Regions from separate parts of the Mus musculus genome. Here regions 2, 3 and 4 are each linked to region 1. Evidence: chromatin contacts called from public HiChIP or PLAC-seq data. All regions are on one chromosome and are shown on one strand. The core of a region is the stretch at or near the end of the contact, and the rest is flanking DNA. Distances in the headings are between cores, read along the strand shown. Region 1 has its middle 8.7 kb from the start of Mir21a. Region 2 has its middle 26 kb from the start of Gm33742. Region 3 has its middle 6.5 kb from the start of Gm33742. Region 4 has its middle 48 kb from the start of Gm33742.

What was found. HiChIP or PLAC-seq counts read pairs in DNA pulled down with a chosen protein or histone mark.
Region 2: an H3K27ac HiChIP or PLAC-seq map of extraembryonic endoderm stem cells shows a contact between it and region 1. The contact joins two enhancer-like sites. A contact is called at or near these places in 9 of 484 Hi-C or Micro-C datasets (the AML12 cell line, the G1E-ER4 cell line, the HL-1 cell line and 3 more), 7 of 115 datasets of contacts at active chromatin or transcription factors (T-cell acute lymphoblastic leukemia, effector CD8 T cells, embryonic stem cells and 3 more) and 2 of 9 other capture datasets (embryonic stem cells and pancreatic islet).
Region 3: a contact with region 1 is called in an H3K27ac HiChIP or PLAC-seq map of extraembryonic endoderm stem cells. The contact joins two enhancer-like sites. A contact is called at or near these places in 2 of 15 datasets of contacts at CTCF or cohesin (large pre-B cells and pro-B cells), 15 of 484 Hi-C or Micro-C datasets (the C2C12 cell line, the G1E-ER4 cell line, bone marrow-derived macrophages and 5 more), 8 of 115 datasets of contacts at active chromatin or transcription factors (embryonic stem cells, extraembryonic endoderm stem cells, large pre-B cells and 2 more) and 1 of 9 other capture datasets (embryonic stem cells).
Region 4: a contact with region 1 is called in an H3K27ac HiChIP or PLAC-seq map of extraembryonic endoderm stem cells, with 4 times the contacts expected there. The contact joins two enhancer-like sites. A contact is called at or near these places in 2 of 484 Hi-C or Micro-C datasets (the AML12 cell line and the G1E-ER4 cell line), 3 of 115 datasets of contacts at active chromatin or transcription factors (extraembryonic endoderm stem cells, large pre-B cells and pancreatic cancer cells) and 1 of 9 other capture datasets (pancreatic islet).

What each region holds. Positions count from the first base shown.
Region 1 is chr11:86,573,842-86,577,113 of GRCm38.p6, forward strand. No RefSeq gene overlaps it. Among named protein-coding and RNA genes, the nearest start is that of Mir21a, 8.7 kb to the right of the region's middle. Within about 2 kb of position 1,965, at least 50 of the 459 cell types and tissues checked have an H3K27ac peak or open chromatin away from gene starts, as enhancers often do. A contact at or near this core is called in extraembryonic endoderm stem cells, where this site is marked.
Region 2 is chr11:86,893,496-86,896,339 of GRCm38.p6, forward strand. No RefSeq gene overlaps it. Among named protein-coding and RNA genes, the nearest start is that of Gm33742, 26 kb to the left of the region's middle. Within about 2 kb of position 1,591, at least 143 of the 459 cell types and tissues checked have an H3K27ac peak or open chromatin away from gene starts, as enhancers often do. A contact at or near this core is called in extraembryonic endoderm stem cells, where this site is marked.
Region 3 is chr11:86,873,612-86,876,542 of GRCm38.p6, forward strand. No RefSeq gene overlaps it. Among named protein-coding and RNA genes, the nearest start is that of Gm33742, 6.5 kb to the left of the region's middle. Within about 2 kb of position 1,515, at least 23 of the 459 cell types and tissues checked have an H3K27ac peak or open chromatin away from gene starts, as enhancers often do. A contact at or near this core is called in extraembryonic endoderm stem cells, where this site is marked.
Region 4 is chr11:86,915,275-86,918,137 of GRCm38.p6, forward strand. No RefSeq gene overlaps it. Among named protein-coding and RNA genes, the nearest start is that of Gm33742, 48 kb to the left of the region's middle. Within about 2 kb of position 1,542, at least 45 of the 459 cell types and tissues checked have an H3K27ac peak or open chromatin away from gene starts, as enhancers often do. A contact at or near this core is called in extraembryonic endoderm stem cells, where this site is marked.

The DNA of each region.
Region 1 (3,272 bases), core at 715-3,214:
TTCAGCTGGACTTCTGAGATCTGTGTGAAAGAGCAGGATGTGAGCTGTACTCAACTAACGCCCACCGCACACCTGTGAGGAAAGACAGTGTGCTGAGAGGGTATTACAGAAATGATTGTAAGCCGGCCCCTGCCAGGAAGAGGTTCATCGCTTGGTACACTCTGTGCTGCCAAGCCTGTGCCTGGCCCACAAGACACTCCACACTTACTAAACAAGATGGACTTAGGTCTCTAGCATCCGAAGGCATGTACAGCTCTCAGATGACTGGGACACAGTGAAACCTGGTCCTCGGGATTGTGCAGCAAGTGCCCCAACTGCTGAGTTCTCTCCAGCCTCACAAGGAGAATTAGAAATCACTTTTGGTTGGTGGTGCATGTCAGTGATCCAGCACTTGGGAAGCGAAGGCAGGAGGATCAGAGAAGTTCAAGACCAGCCTCAGCTAAATAGCAAGTTCAGGTCCAGCCTGGGCTACATGAAGCCCTATGTTAAATAAACAACAACAAAAAAAAAAAAACAAAACTCTATGGCTGGAAATGTGGCTAAAATAGTGGAGCACGTGCCTAGCATGCTTGAAACCCTAGGATCAACAGCCAGCACTGCATAAAGTGAGCACAGTAGTATATATCTGCACTCCTAGCACTCTGGAGGGCAAGGCAGGAGAGTCAGAAGTTCAGGGTCATCTTGGCTACATAGAGAATTCCAGGCCAGGCTGGGACACGAGATCATATCTCAAAACCAAACAGACCAGTGATGTATTTCAGCAGGTAAGGTCACTGCTGCCAAGCCTCACCATCCGAGTTCAGTCCTCTCAACCTTCAGGGTAGAAGGAAAGAAATGAGCTCTGTAAATTGTCCTTTGACCTGAGTTAGTAATACAATCTAAAAACTGGAGGGCTGGAGAGATAGGTCAGCAGTTGAGAGCACTGGCCCTTCCAAAGGGTGTCCACTTTCCATTCTTAAGCATTTACATAGCAGTGCACTGCCATCTGTAACTCTAGTCCCAGGGCGTCTAAGACTCTGGCCTCTGTGGGCTCAGACAGCATGTTGGCAAAACACCCATATGTATTTTTAAAAATTAAAAAAAAAATTCAAACAAAATGTAATGATGTTTCTGGAGCCTAGAATGTCATGCATAGGAAACAAGCATTCGCCATCGAGCAACACTCCCAGCTCTATCAGAGCACTGAGCCCTGGGTTCATGAGCCCATTACTATTATAACACCTCTTACTCTCTTACACACACATACAAACAGAAACCCCCCAAGGCCTCAAACTCTAGAAAAATATACTAAGGGGCACTCAGGAACTGAGGATAAGTTCCAGGTGAAACTCACTTAGCATGTGCCGGGTCCTGGGTTTGCTTCTCAGCCTCCCCTCACCCCCCACGCAAGTGTGTACATGTGACGGCTAGAGGTCAATACTAGCTACTAGACACAATCTAATTTTTTAAAAATTATACTTGTTTACTTATGTGGCTATTTGTGTGTGGAAGTTGGTTGGTTCTTTCCTTCCACCATGTAGGTCCCGGGGATTGAGCCCAGAGCTTCAGGCTTGTACAGTAAATGCCTTTTCCCACTGAACCCTCCTCCCTTCCCTAGGACTTTTGTTTGGAGACAAAAGTGCACCTTTATGCCCAGCTTTTGTTTTTTGTTTTTGTTTTTTTTGAAGGCAGAGTTTTGAGCTGGAGAGATGGCACAACAGTTAAGAGCACAGGCTGCTCTTCCAGTGGTCTGGAGTTGAAGTCCCAGCACCCACACAGCGGCTTAGTCTTCTGTAGTCGCAGAAGACTAATGCCGTCTTCTGGCCTCCTTGGCGTCAGGCACACGCATGGTGCAATGACACAGGTGAGGACAAGCATAAAGCACTTTACCAACTGAGTTCTCTTGGATCACCGTGTTTGTTGCGTCTAGTTTATGTGCTGTTAGGGAAACCAGGGCTTCCGGCTTGCTAGGCAAACATTTAACAATTGAGCTATATCCCTAACATCTCCCCACCCCCTTGTTTGTTCTTGAGACAAAGTCTTACTGTGTAGCTCTGGAACTTGCTATGTAAATCAGGCTGGCTTCAAACTCCTTCTGCGTCTTGTACAGGAATGAAAGGTGTGTACCACCACCAGGCCTGACATCTTTTTTCCTGCTCTATTGTTCAGTCTGGCCTTGAACTCCTAGCTCAAGACAGGCCTCTTTCTGTCTCAGCCTCTCAAGTAACTGAGACTTCAGACACACACTGGTGTGGCCAAGGAAAAGAATTTATTAAAGGATGTTAACCCCCACATGGAAAGAGTCTGAAGAATGGAGACTGAGGTCTAGTGAGTCAGCCACTGTAACAAAGGGTAGAAAGAGTTAGTTAGGAACTTTTTTACTTCCTTCTGCAGGGACTAGGAAACCCCCTCCCTGCCCCCAACACACACACAAGGTCTCATGCATCCCAGGGTCACCTCTGACTTGCTAGGATGACCTTGAACTTATTTTTACCTAGGTGATGGGTGTAGAGGCACCTGATAGGTGCATAGGCCCCTGTGGAGACCAGAAGAATATATGGGATCCCCTGGAACTGGGATGCTGTCACCCCAAACTTGGGTCCTTGGGAATAACAGCAAGTGTTAACTACTGAGACTATTAAGCCATCTCCTCCTGAGGTGTGGCCTTAAGTCTGTCATCATCTCCTCTATGTTGGGATTATTGGTTTGCAAAAAATTGGTATGCAGTGCATGGCCATAGACCCAGGGCTTCATGCATGCTAGGCAAGCTCTCTGCCACTTAAGCTACATCTTCTCTATGGATTCTTTGTACAAGTGTTTTGCTTGTATGTGTGTGTGTATGGGTACCATGAAAATGCCCAGCGCCCACAGAAGTCTGAGGGCAATGGATCCTTTGGAAGAACAACAGGTGCTCTTAGCAGCAGAGCTGTTTCTCCATCTTTGCTTCCTTTATCTTTGAAGGAAGCAAAGGCAGAGAGAGCATCTGAGAATTGAATTGATTGCTACATGCTTAAGAGACCACACAGCATCCCTCTCGCTGAAATGCCTGCTTATATCTTTACAGATTGGGCATCTCATTATGCCAGATCCCATGAGAACCCTTGTGGTCTTTGAAAACAAGGCAGGAACTTACAAGTGGAATTTGCTTTCCCCATTCTCCACCCCAGGAGTCCACACAAGTTAAGCCTCTCTTGCTGAACTCTGATGCTCCTGCAAGGTGGTATCACTGTGGTTACATGTCATTTATTCTGAATATCTATTCAGTCAGCTTCAGTAAGCAACAACTCTTCTAC
Region 2 (2,844 bases), core at 341-2,840, 320 kb after region 1:
CATCCTGATCCTTTCTGTTCCCAGGCAGGTATCCTGTATGCCTAGCCTTTCCGTAGCCATTTGTACTTAAGATCCTGTACTGTGGTGGGGTGTCATGTGCTACCGAGGCCCCTAACCTCCAGCACTAGCTGGTAACGCTACTGTGTCTCATCTCCCTGCTTGAAAACAGATGTGCACACAGGTATGGTGGCACATTCCTGTAATCTCAGCAGCTGGGCACCGAGGCAGGAGAATCTCTGTGACTTCCAGGCCAGCCTGGTTTACATAGTGGAGTTCTAGAGCTACATAGTGAGGCCCTGTCTTGGAGGAGGAGGAGGAGGAGGAGGAGGAGGAGGAGGAGGAGGAGGAGGAGGAGGAGGAGGAGGAGTCAAGGCACAAAGGCTTGATTGCGCTGCGTGAGACCCTGTCTCAAATAAACAAATCATTATTTAAAAGGATAAAACTGGAAAGGCTGGCAGAGCTATCTGACTGGCACCTGCTCTTTCCTTTTTCTAACAAGCCTCCCTTCCCATCAGCTCCATCCGCCCACCTCATTGCCAGGCTGTTATTTCCCTTAAACCTAGGGTACCTTCTTCCCAGCTCCCCCCGCTTCCTTCCTCTCTCAGTAAACAAGCACGTTGGTCCCCCTCTGCCTTCAGAGTTTTACCGTTAATCACGGCGGGGGAACAGACAGGAAATAACAACCGGGACGTGGCGAAGTTTAAGACGACTTGCCAGTCTTAGTCACAGCCCTGGTGCCCTGAAATGAGCGCACCTGGAAGAGCGCTCCTCCCTTTGCGAGCCTCTCAAAGCAGGTAGGATGGGCAGAGAGGGGCTGTACAGTGCCGCCGAGAACAGCGGGAGAAGCCCTGCCTTGACTGGGAGCAGCCGTTAGGTGGCAGCACAGGGCACGTCTTTCCAGGTCTTTCCACAACGGATGGGCCAAAGTGAGGCACCGAATTTTCTAGGAAGGGATAACCTAGAACCATATCAGGGCAGGCATTTGGGCTGAGACCAGCGAAAAGTGAGTCAGCCAAGACTCCCCGTGACACCGTGCTGTCTGGCAGCCAGCTGGGGCACGCGGGTGTCTGCTTCCTCTGGTAGAAGATTCTACGGCAGACCTTAGGCCCAATAGAATATTTTCACCCTGACATCTAGATTTTAACTTTTATTTTAATGTTTTTTTCCCTCTCTCTAGTTTTGTTTTTTGTTTCTTTGAGATAGCATCTCATGTAGCCCAGGCTGGCCTCAGACTCCCTCTGTGATCAGGAATGACCTTAAATGACGGATCTCATTGCTTCTGCCTCCAAGGGCTGAGCTTAAATGAATGCCACACGACACCTCGATCTTAAAGGCAAGCCATCCGAAGCCCAGACATTGGCCTGCCCTCCTGTTGGTTCTGTGCTGGGAACCCATTCCAGTGTGGGTATGGCTTCACTAGTGCCAGCCGAGTATATGTCTGTCCTCTGGTTTCAAAGTATTAATGGACGTCTACTTGGTATAACTAAAGTACTATTAACTTGAGCCAGGCATGGTGACATAGGTCTGGAATCATCCCTAGGGAGGTGGAGGTAGGAGGTTAGAAGTTCAAAGCCAGCCTCATCTACATAGTTGGCTATGCAGCAAATTCAAGGTCAGCTTGGGCTACATGATAGCCTGTCTCTGGGGTAGGGAGTTGGGGGACTAATTTGATTTTTCCTAGTTTCTAGTGTGAAACTAGGGGGAGAATCTTTGCACGTGGTAGAGTGGGCTTATGGGACACGGGTAAAGAAAAACAAGCTTTCTTTCTGCCTCCAGCTACCTATCCACTTGGGAGAAACGTGAGAGCCTATAGTCCAGATAGCGGGAGTCTGCAGCCTCAGCGCTCCATGCTGAATGGAATGCAAGCCTTTTTAGGGAACTAGCTGGTACAATCGTGCCTCTTATCAAGAGTGGCCTAGCATTACAGGGCCGGGCCATGCACACCCAAAATAACTCACCAGTCCTCTCAAATGACATTAGTAAAACCAAATGTATTCCTAGAATTTAAACACAGGCTCAAACAACTGCCCCCGTAACAAAACCGTGTTCTCAGACTTCAACTAATTTAGGGGACAGGTCAGTGATCAAAGCAAAGAAAGGCCTTATTATAAGGTAGCATTGGCTTGAAGGCTCTGGCCTCAGAAGGGAAATTTCCCTAGAAAACAACTCCTGATTCAAAGCTTACTGGTTAAAAAAAAAAAAAAAAAAAAAAAAAAAGAAGCAAGTCCAGGACTCCCAGCAGGCGGAGTCTGCGACTCTGAAACTATGAAGTCCCAGAAGCAGCTTCAGCTCTCCCTCAATGGACACTTGAAACCACACGGTGCAGGCATGCCTCAGAAAAAGGCAGCCTTTATGCTGAGCAGACCTCCTTGGAGCCTCAGCATGGTGGTACACACTTGTAATCCCAGCACTAGGGAGGCTAAGGCAGAAGGGAGTTTGAGGACCAGCCTGGGCTACATAGAGACTTTCAAGCAAACCTAGGCTATAAGCAAGAATCTATCTCCAAAAAGTGAATACTAAGGTTCATACTAAGGCAGGGCACTGGATATCACAAGATCTTATGAGGTGCAGGCAGACAGGAGGATCGGGACTTCCTTGCCTATATAGCTAGCTAAAGGACAAGCTGGGATACATGTGACCCATTCTGAGTCTACCCAGGAGAAAAGACCACCAATAACAGAACATCACACTTCCTTTGCTAAAACAGTTCTTAGCTCAAGGAGTACAGATTCTAGAACACACACCAAACATGTGGGAAATGGCAATTAAGACATGCCACATTGGGAAAAGAATAAACACACAAAACAAAACAAAATAAAAAAGAAATACCGCATCAGACATCAG
Region 3 (2,931 bases), core at 265-2,764, 300 kb after region 1:
TTTACGAGAGCTCTAAATATGAGATTTTTATTGGAAAGCTCCCCACAACTTCAGCTTTTCTGAGGCTAGGGTTAGCAAACCAGGACTTAGATTGGTCAGAGGCAATGAGGAACGGGGTACCTCTTTAGAAAAAAGGGATTCATTAGTCTGCAAGGCTACTGACCCAAATACCACGAGCTGATTGGCTTCAATAGCAGAGTTGTATCGTCTCTTAGATCTGGAATCCAAAAGTCTGAAATCAAAGTTCCGTCTGGGTGGGTCTCTTCTGAGGGCCAAGAGGAGCTGTTCCCTTCCTCTTCATAGCTTCTGGGGTTGCTGGTGAGCTGTGGCACCCCTTGGCATATGGATGTTCCCTTCTTTTCTCTGCCTTCCTCCTCACACGATATTCTCTGTGTGTGTCTGAATTTCTTTTTTGGTTTTAAATTAAATTTTATTTTATCATTCTGTGTGCAAGAGTGTCTTGCCTGCATGTATGCCTGTGGACCATGTATATCCCTGGTGCCCACTAAGGCCAGAAGATATCACTGGATCTCCTGGAATTGGAGTTATCAACAACTGTGAGCTGCCATGTGGGTGGTGGGAATTGAACTCAGGTCCTCAGGAAAAGCAGCCAGTGCTCTTAACCACAGAGCCATCCGACCTTCTGAGAACAGGGACACCTTCATGATGCCTGAACCATTTTCGTCTATAACAGCTATATTTCCAAATCGGGACATGTAGTGGGTTGCTGGGGCTTAGGAATTTTACATGTGATCTGGAGAGAGTAGCCTTCAAGCCCAAGGAAAGGGGTATAGGCAGAGAAAGACCCCTCTATGACACCTGTCCTCTTATTTGTTTTGAGACAGGATTTTGCTATGTAACCTAGGCTGCCTTAGAATTCACCAGTCTTCTACCTTTGGTTTCTGACTGCTGGGATTGTAGGTGTATGCCATCATTCCTGGCCTGGCTTGATTCTTAAATATCAAGCCTTCTTGAATTTCTCCCTACTGAACTCCGTCACAGGGAGCCCTTGATATTCTGGGCTGTGCCTTTTATCCCAGCATGAGGCTTGCCCAGTTACATGCTCCCCATCAGGGATGTATTTCCATCTTTAGCTCCCACCCCCTCCCAGACTGTAGGCCCCCACTTTTTAAAAGCTGTTCTGCTACTGTGACTTGACCCCAGGGCTTGATATATGCTGGACAAGTACTCAGACGCTGAGCTACATCCCCAGCCGTCCGTATCCCTGTCCTAACACACTGTTCTGCAAGCCTGAGCAGACTGTCTCCGAGTGGAGCGTGCTCTTCTCGGAACAGGCTTTGCCTGGCTGCGTGGAGCTAGTCTGGGTGCTTGTCTTGCTGTGCGCTAACCTTTGTAGATAGTGGAGCAAGCCATGCTCCATCCTCAGGGAAACCAGTGGTGCTGGAAGCTCACAGAAGTGGGGCCAAGAAACCTGCACTTAGATGCATGTAGGCAAAGGGACGCTGCAGAACTCAGGTAAGCAGAGTTACAGTGCAACCTGGTGGAGGTAAGGGGGGTTACTCTTGCCACAGAAAAGCCTGCGGGTGAGTCCAACCCTAGAGAGACGCAGGGACAGTCTGGGTGGTTAGGAACCTGGAATTTGCCCTCTAAACCTCGACTTCTGCATCCATAAAATGAAACATATAAGGAAATTTATTTGGAGACATTTTTGAGAGCACTGAATGAATACTAGCATATGGCCTTAGCCTCATGCCTGGTACAAATAATACATTGGTTTCTTTCTCCCCATGAGGACTGCTTTTGGTACATGCCACCTTTTACTGCTTCCACAAGCAAACCGATAAAAATTAGGTAAACTGTGGGGAAATGATAAAGTCAGATATGATGATACGATGACATATACCTGTATATTCCCCAGCAGAAGAATCAGGAGTTTGAGGCCAGCCTCAGCTACATAGTAAGTCTGAGGGCAGTGAATCTCAAAACAAATAAACAAAAAGAGGCAGAGACCAGCTGGGGAGGTGGTTCAGTTTGGTAAAGTATTTGCTAAACAGATGTGAGGGTCTGAGTTCGGATCCCTAGCACCCACTTAAAAAGTCAAGCGTGGTAGCACCTGTCTGAAATCTAGGAAGGAAGACACAGACGGATCCTTGGAGTTCATTGGCCAGTGAGTCTTAATGGATGGGTGAGGTGTGGGTTCAGGAAGAGACACAGTCTCAAAAAAGAAAGTGGAGGGGGTTGGAGAGATGACTCAAAGGTTAAGAGCACTGCCTGTGTTTCCCAAAGACCTGCCTGGTTCAATTCCCAGCACCTACAGCCATCTGTAACTGCAGTCCCAGGGGATCCAGTGCCCTCTTCTGGACACTGTGGGAACTTCATGTACATGGTGTAGAGGCCTGAATGGCAAAAAAAAAAAAAAAAAAAACCCTAAACAAACAAACAAACAAACAAAAAAGCAAAACAAAACAAAAAACCTCATACACATAAAGTAAAATTGGGGGTAGGGGGAGGAACCATGAAGGACCCCAACATGGACCTCTAGCCAGTATACTCATCACGTGCTCACTCGCACACGTAACTCCTCACACACAGGAGGAGGGGGCTGCTTTGGGCTATTTCTACACAGTAGAATGCTTGGCTTCTGACTGTTGATCCATGACAGGAGCTGTCAATTTGCCGTCCACCCTGAGGTTTCTAGCAGCAATCCTGGCATGCACAAGTATCTTTTCCTCCCTCCACAAAGAAAGGGGGCATCTGTGCATCTCTGAGATTTTAACACTAGGCTAGAACTGGGTCCTCTTGAGTGCTAACAATTATCCTACACACTTCCTAAGTTAGCTCAAAAATACCGACACTTAAGAACAGGTCAGAAGCACCTGATCGCTTTGAAGAGATAATTTCCTTAGATGAGACAAGAAGCAAATGAGTCGTCATTATGCACAGCCCCTCCTGCCCCCGAGAAGCCAAAGT
Region 4 (2,863 bases), core at 292-2,791, 340 kb after region 1:
ATATATGTCTGTGTGTCTGTGTGTATCTATGCCATGTGCAAGGGGGTGCCCATGGGAGCCAGAAGAGGGAGTCAGATCTCCTAGAACGGGAGCTGCCCTAACATAGGTGCTAGGAACCAAACTCCGGACTGCTTGAAGAGCAGCAAAGGCTATTAACTCAGAGACATTTCTCCAGCCCCTGGCTTTGTCTTTTGAGAGTCTCACTCTAGACTGAACTGGACGTTACTATTTGGATTCTGGTGCCCAGTCCTGGGAGAGCTCAGGCTAACAGTGGAAATCTAGGACACAGCAGGTTGGGAGAGACAATATGTTCTCAGCCTCTCTTCTCAGAGGTAAAACCGTCCTCTCATCCATCTCCTGCCCCATTTGTACCATCCAGAGCTCTCCGATGCCACTTTGGCTATCAATAGTTGGCAGTGAGTTTTGCAATAAACAGCTGCCCAGAGTCAATCGAAACCACATCCTCCAAAAGAGCTGACAGGGGTGGGGGTGAGGGCTGGGGGAAGGGTGGGACACTCAGCTGCCTACCTGCCCTCTAATCCTTTTTCATGCCTCCTACAAAACCATCTACCAGAATTGGAAACGAGAACCATTTCACCTAGATGAGCAGTTCTGAGTATACATATGGTATTTGAGAAACGCTTAGGATGATGAGAGGAAGCCAGGAAGCCAGGAAACCAGGAAGCCATGGCAGCACCAGGACAGGGCTGGTAGCCAAGTGTGGTGGTGCACACCAGTATTCTCAGCATCTGGGAGTTTGAGGCAGGAGGATACAGAGGTCAAGGACAGCTTCCAGAGATGATGTTCCAAAATAAAGTTTTAAAAATGAAGAAGTTGTTGCATTGTTCATCATGAACAAGACTCAGCTTTCCTGCGGAGTCATAACCCCTTCCCTATTGTAGAGAAAAAGCCCCAGGGAGAGCATTGGGTAACAAACATGGCTACAGGGAAACGCAACGGAAGCCCAACCATGAGCTAGAAGAGAAGCAGTCGGGAATTGCCAGCTCTATTGAAGCCAATTTCACCTTTCCTGGTTGGTTTATTTCATGAACAGGATGCCCTCTGGGAGGCCAAACTTGCCTTTCACCTACTCCCATGGCAGACATAAGACGTGGATTTTTGGTTAGCTTTTTTTGTGCTCTCTGCTAACTGGGGACACGGAGGGAGCTGGTCCTGTCTCTACAGCCTCAGAGTGACACTATCACAGAAAGCTGTGGGCCTCTGTCTGTTCTCTGGAGACCTATATGGCTTTGATTTTTAGAGCCCTTCTACATTCGAAGTAAATGCTTGCTTTCCTCAGCCTGTGAGCTCGTGGCTGTGAGGCAAAAGTGCCTCACAGTGAAGCAACCCAGGAGAAGGTGCTTGACTGAGCAAGAGGGAGTGGGGGTCATGGTCTGGGCTCTGGGAACCTGAGTGCCTAGGGCTTTGCGGGCCTGCTTTTCCTCATGACCCTGCCTGTACACCTTTACATCAGCCTCAGCACAGTGGCTGTCACATGGCCTGGTGTTTATGGCAGAGATAACGGCGTCATGGTGATATCTCTCTGTTTGTACACTGACCCCATGGTCCAGGAATCATCACCTGGTCCATGGTAAACTCTGCCCTGTCTTTATCTGTGCAAAAAAAATACCAGGACACTTCTGCCTCAAAGAGGTTGACCCCATTATCAGCTGCTGGGGGAGAGGAAAACACAGCCAGAGTTGCTGTTTACAGCCCGAACTGTGAGTTGGGTAAAAATAGTGCTAGCCGCCTGGTCCAGCTTCAACCCCCCGGCTTCAAACTGCAGAAAGGGATTATTTTGGGAAGAGAAGATTTTCTTTTCCACCCACAGATCTGAAAATGGTCACTTCTCCGGAAGAAGAGAGACAATCCCACACAGAGATGAAACGTAGGCTTTTGTATGGCCTCCCTAGGAGATCACCCCAAGAGCTAGTCTGGCAATGCCCTCCTCTGACAGCCAGGTCTATCCCCAGCCCAGACCTGTGGGTGACCTAGTTCAAGGTACAGTGCAAGTTAATTAGCTTTGACCACAGTGAGAGAAGGCAGGCAGCTGGGCCAGGATGCCTCCTCTCTTCTGTTGACTGGTACTATTCTGAGGCCATTTGCCTTTCAAAACAAAGGGGTGGTGGGGGGACACCTGCTTTCCATTTCTCTCAGGCTCTTTACAAGCATGGTATGGCTATAAAGAGATGAACATATTCCCTTAAGCAGGGTCTGGTATCATCTGAAAGCTGTGGGCTGAAAACCTTGTGTATCCCTAGAGGTTGGGGCCTGAACCCAGGGACATGGAATCTCTTTTGGGCTCAAAAGTTGACCCATATGACACCTAGAGATGTCTTTGTCTTTCTCCCCCCTGTGCTGGGAATTTCTTAAATTTTATCATTTTTATGTGTATGAGTGTTTACCTGCATGGTTTTCTGTGTATCATGCGCATGCCTGGTATCCACTGGGGCCAGAAGAGGGCATCAGATCCCACCCTGGAACTGGATATACTGATGGCTGTGAGCAACCATGTCAATTGTGAGGTTGCTGAGAATTGAACCCATAGACTCTGGAAAAGCAGACAGTGCTCTTAACCATTGAGCAATTTCTCCAGGCCCCTGTACTGGGATTTTAACGCAGATTAAAAAACAAAAAGCTATTCTACAAACACATCTAAGCGGGCTGGAGAGATGTCTCAGTGGTTAGGAGCACTGACTGCTCTTTCAGAGGTCCTGAGTTCAATTCCCAGCAACCACATCGTGGCTCACAACCATCTGTAATGGGATCTGATGCCCTCTTCTGGTGTGTCTGAAGACAGCTACAGTGTACTTATATACATAAAATAAATAAATCTTTAAAAACTAAAGATTGTATCTAAGCA